2 separate regions of the Sus scrofa genome follow, and region 1 is linked to region 2. The links are chromatin contacts, called in public Hi-C maps. All regions are on one chromosome and are shown on one strand. The core of a region is the stretch at or near the end of the contact, and the rest is flanking DNA. Distances in the headings are between cores, read along the strand shown. Region 1 overlaps DOPEY2 (protein dopey-2). Region 2 holds the start of SETD4 (SET domain-containing protein 4).

What was found. A called contact is a pair of places that touch in the nucleus more often than the background predicts.
Region 1: a contact with region 2 is called in a Hi-C map of epiblast stem cells, with 1.6 times the contacts expected there. The contact joins the enhancer-like site here to the promoter of SETD4 in region 2. A contact is called at or near these places in 2 of 47 Hi-C or Micro-C datasets (epiblast stem cells and skeletal muscle) and 2 of 2 datasets of contacts at active chromatin or transcription factors (alveolar macrophages and skeletal muscle).

What each region holds. Positions count from the first base shown.
Region 1 is chr13:199,891,206-199,893,905 of Sscrofa11.1, reverse strand. The region is part of intron 5 of DOPEY2 (protein dopey-2); the gene reads right to left. Among named protein-coding and RNA genes, the nearest start is that of DOPEY2, 45 kb to the right of the region's middle. Within about 2 kb of position 1,270, at least 38 of the 83 cell types and tissues checked have an H3K27ac peak or open chromatin away from gene starts, as enhancers often do. A contact at or near this core is called in alveolar macrophages, epiblast stem cells and skeletal muscle, where this site is marked.
Region 2 is chr13:199,588,604-199,591,303 of Sscrofa11.1, reverse strand. SETD4 (SET domain-containing protein 4) reads left to right here and starts at 1,380. Exons shown (of 10, transcript XR_002338064.1): 1 at 1,380-2,399.

The sequences.
Region 1 (2,700 bases), core at 21-2,520, 300 kb before region 2:
GACGCAGGTTCAATCCCCAGCTGGGTGCAGCGGATTAAGGATTTGGCATTGCTGCAGCTGTGGCTTAGGTCACAACTGTGGCTCAGATCTGATCCCTGGCTCTGGACCTCCATACGCCTCAGGGAGGCAAAAAAAAAAAAAAAAAAAAAGTGTCTCTATATAAATATAAAAAGCCCCATTTTCTTCTAAAAAACTGACAGATCTTAAAAATTGAAATGATGCTACAGTTCAAAAAATGCCAATTAGGCTGGACTTTGCTATGGAGGGCGAAGTAGAAGCAGGATGACTGGGGTTAAAAGCTAAGTAATTTTCTACCACATAAGAATTACATCATCTCAGTTGTGAAATTCCAAAATAAGTCTGCACAGTTTAGTGCCCAGAACTGACTTTTCTATCTGAAACCAAAGACCAACAGAACAAAACAACACACACACCACTCCCACCCTCTGCTCGCCTGTCCTTCCTCAGCCACTCTGGCTGCTGTTCTCCTGCGCCCCCTGCAAACACAAGCTCCTTCCAACTACACAAGCCCCTCTTCTCTACTCAACTGACAGCAAGGGAGCGACACGGGCACGGTGAAGCCCCTAGCATCTCATGACCCTGGCCGTGTGGCACTTGCCCCACAGATGGCCATGGAAGCAGAGCTGTCACAAGCCGAACAGCCTGTGTGTGACCATCTAAACAAGTGGGACGGTGACAACAGCGTCCTAAACCACCATACTCAGATACATGCCAAATAAGGGGTGGAAAATTCTAGAACCAGCAGAGCTCATCATCATGGTGTCTGGAATCAACCAAAAGAAGGGTCAATAACCACATTTAACCTCTAAATGTTCCTATATTTTATTTATTTTTCTTTTTAGTTGGACACCTGTTAGCACACGAAGTTCCCAGGCTAGGAATTAAATCGGAGCTGCAGCTGCTGACCTACACCACAGCCACGGCAACTTGGATCCAAGCCACGTCTGCAACCTACATCACAGCTCACGGCAACGCTGGATCCTTAACCCACTGAGTGAGGCCAGCGATCAAACCTGCGTCCTCATGGATACTAGCCTGGTTCATGACTGCTGAGTCACGATGGGAACTCCATTTATTTTAAACATTGTTAGCAAAAATTTAAAATATACATTTAATAACTTTAATTTTTTAAGTCAGGGTTTCTCAGCCTTTACCCTGTTGACACCTGGGCTGGATCCTTTGTCATGGGATAACTGTGTATGTGGTAGGATGTTCAGCTGCACCCCTTGCCTCTGCTCACTAGATGTCAGTAGCACCCTCTCCACCCCAGTTGTAACAGCCAAAAATGTGCCCAGATATTGCCAAAGGCCCTCCCTGGGTGACAAAAATCACCCCAGGTGGAGAACCACTGATTTAAAGGGAAGTCGTCGGTGAGCTGGTTTTTGCTCGCTTACCAACCACCAAAAACATTCACTTCCCTGTCTCCCCCGAGCCGATCCCGTTTTCTTGGTAGAGCAAAGCACAGCAGGCTCTGCGGCCACTTGGGCACTTAAAAAAAAAAATTCTGGCCGGGGATGATCTGCAGATATCCAAGGGTTATTAGAAAGTCACAGTAAATCATGAGTCCTAATACTGGCCAAAACTTGCATCCCTTCTGGTTCTCCAGCAAGCACAGACCAGGAACTGTCCCCGCCCCCACGAAACCTGTGAGTCAGCCGCCCTCAAACTCCCTGAGCATTTTCCACCCACGTGGACATCACGACCCCCACCCCTGGACCCTCCCTTCCCCCAGATCTGCTGCGGGTGGGGGTGTCTGACTCAACTCCTGAGCATTTTGGGGAAGAAGGCATTGTCTGAAACGGACGTGGATCTGTGCAGGCACCTCCCTCGCGTGCGCCTCCCGCCCCTGAGAGCTCAGACTACACAACCCTCGACCAGTCTCCACCCTTGGAAAGCTGGTCACTAATCCCTCTGAGAGCTGCACCCCTCCCCCCCCCCCCGGCTGGGTTTTCTGTCGCAGTTGCAGCCACTCAGTGATTCACGTGGCTTGGCTCCACTCGGGGTTCCCTGTTAAGAAATCACAACGTCAGGAGAAAACACCCGGGGGTTAAGCAGCTTCAGCAACTGTTCAAATGAACACTCACTGATCAACTGAGAGAACACACAAAAACCCCTCAACGGCTGACACGCTTCGAGGTGATTCACACTTACAGACTAAACAACAACAACAAAACTGCAATACATTTTGGGAGCTGGTGTGTTCATTCAGCTTCAGATCATGGGGGAAAAATGTGTTTATACACACACATCAGTGAGGAAAATGAATGGGCCAGAATGTCTGGAAAGAGCCTGGGACCAGGAGTCAAGAGACAGAGGCTGCTAATGTTCCTCCGGCTGACCCCTATGTGACCTTGACTGTTTCTTAGTCCCCAGTCTTGCCCAGTGCATCCCAGTGACTCAGCGTATCACTGAGGGTGATACACCTATCACTGCTGGGAAGTGGAGAGCTTCTAGCTGCTCTGTGTGAGAGCCTGAGGTGGTCCAAGCACACATCAAAACCCAGTCCAGAGGCATGACTCGAATTACCCTTGGCCATCAGGGACAATCCCAAAAACCGTTCTGATTATTCAGCTTCCTTGAGGGGCGTGTTGGATTGATTCCTTAATTCCACTCCACACCCCAAACACCCACCCGTCACGGCCAATGCAACAGGCAAAGGTGGTGTGGCTGGGCCTCTGG
Region 2 (2,700 bases), core at 131-2,630:
TTCTCCTTCACTTTGCTCTTATTATTTTTTTATTACTCAATGAATTTATTACATTTATAGTTGTACAATGATCATCACAATCCAATTTTACAGGATTTCCAACCCACACCCCCAGCACATCCCCCCACCCCCCAAACTGTCTCCTCTGGAGACCATAATTTTTTCAAATTCTGTTGAGTCAGTATCTGTTCTACAAAGAAGTTCATTGTGTCCTTTTTTCAGATTCCACATGTCAGTGAAAGCATTTGATGTTGGTGTCTCATTTTATGGCTGACTTCACTTAGCATGATAATTTCTAGGACCATCCATATGGCTAAAAATGCCATTATTTCATTCCTTTTAAGGCTGAGTAACATTCCATTGTGTATATGTACCACCTCTTCTTGATCCACTCCTCTGTCTATGGACATTTAGGTTGTTTCCATGTCTTGGCTATTGAAAATAGTGCTGCAATGAACATCGGAGTACATGTGTCTTTGCAAGTCATGGTTTTCTCTGGATAGATGCCCAGAAGTGAGATCGCTGGATCAAATGATAGTTCTATTTTTAGTTTTTTGAGGAATCTCCATACTGTTTTCCACAGTGGTTGCCCCAATTGACAATCCCACCGACAGTGTACTAGGGTTCCTTTTTCTCCATACCCTCTCCAACACTTATTGTTTGTAGACTTTTTGATGATGGCCATTCTGGCTGGTGTAAGGTGGTACCTCATAATGGTTTTGATTTGCCTTTCTCTAATAATGAGTGATGTTGAACATCTTTTCATGTGTTCTTTGGCCATCCATATGTCTTCTTTGGAGAATTGTCTGTTTAGATCTTCTGCGCATTTTTTGATGGGGCTTTTTTTTTTTTTTTTTTTGGTATGGAGCTGTAGGAGGTGTTTCTAAATTTTGGAGATTAATCCCTTGTCAGTTGCTTCATTTGCAACGATTTTCTCCCATTCTGTGGGTTGTCTTTTCATTTTGTTTAGGGTTTCCTTTGCTGTGCGGAAAGTTTTAATTAAGTCCCATTTGTTTATTTTTGTTTTTACTGTCATTACTCTACGTCCTTCACTTTGCTTTCAAAAGGGCTTTGTTGAAAAACTTCAAGGAGTTAGGGTTTTTTAAGGCATTAACCACCTGTCTCCTTGCATGTCCCTGCAATAAATCTTCATCTGCTCCCAACTCCCACGTTTGGGGCCTCACTGCGTAGGGCACATAGAGTTGAGTTTGGTCACAGATCTGGTCATGACGTTCCTGTAAACCTTCAACAAGAAAAATGTTATTTTCTGTCCTGCAATTTTTTGTCTCTATATGAATAAAAAGTGTTATGTGTTTAAAGTTCAAACCTGGGAGTCAGGGCCTTGAGAAAAGGCCATTATATATATTCTAGGCTACAGAACACACTCTTTCACTGCTTGAGGACGCAAAGATGCAGAGCCAGCATGACTAAGCATAGGCAACAGCACAAATGTTATAGCTGAAAGTAGATCAACTAGTCAGGTTTGTTTTTCTGTTACTGAACTGGGGCTATGGGTTTTGGAGAGTAATACCACAGAAGTACCTTTCCTATCTCTGGGAAACATGCAATCAGCATGACTCATTACTGATATGTTAATCTTGATCACTTGGCATAAAGGAAAATACCTCTTTTATCTGCACGTTTTCTTCCTGTCTTGAATGTATTTGTGTGAGAATACGATGCCTGGAGTGGCAGCAACTATCTTGAGATTGTGAGGAAATAAACTAAGAGATGAATAGCCAATTTCCCAAGGATGGCACTGCGGAACATTAGAAAGAGCTTTTTTAATGATAACACTGAATCATGGGTCCACTATAAAGTTATTTTCCCCTCTTTTCCATACTGGACTTTCTTGGAAGCAAGTCAACAAGCAAGGTGGGGGTGGGGGCAGAAACTGAGCTTATCTCCTGTAAGGAAGAGTATTTACATAAACGATTTTAATTTTCCTGTATGGGTGATCCTGGCCAGCTTTATCAACCCAGCTGGCAAGGTGAAGGGCGGCTGGGCTGCCTAGCAACGGTGAGGCGTTGCCTCGAGGAAGGGCAGCGTCGAAGCGAAGTTGGCCAAGGAAAGGTGGCCCCAGCTTGCAAGGCCCCAGGGCGAGGAAGAAGTTGGCCTAATAAGGCGCAGGGTGGCTCTGTCCTGGGACGCTCGTACTTAGCGATTCCACCCCCAGAACTAAGGAAGTAAAGACTCTGCAGGTCAGCATTTCAGAGCGCAAATTCTGCACCCACAGCCACTGCTTTTTCTTAACTGCTAGGCCTGAGTTTTTTGCTTTTGTTTGCTGTTTTTGTTGGCTTCCGGTAAATAATGCGCAGGCGCACGCTAGGAGGTGGAGTCTTCCGGGGACCCGGCGTCCCGTGGCGGAAAGAGGGCTCCGCGAGCGACTGAAGGCGTGGGTGAGTGCGCCCTCGAGGCGGGCCTGGCGGCGCTCCGCCGGTCCCCCTGCAGCTTCGGTTCCCTTCTTTAACTGGGGAGCAGCTAGCGTGCGGTTTTGTGTTTCCACGCTCCCTCTCACCGCCATGTTGGAGCGCAGCAGAGGCCCGCCGGGGCGACTTCCGGAACGACTTCTGGGAAGACTTCCGGGGCGGGGCCTCCCGTTGCCCGGGTAACGGGAGCCGGCAGGTGCCTAAGCTCTCCACGTTTTAATTTTTCAGTGTAAAAGATTGAATCGCCTACCCCCATCATACTTAGAACGCA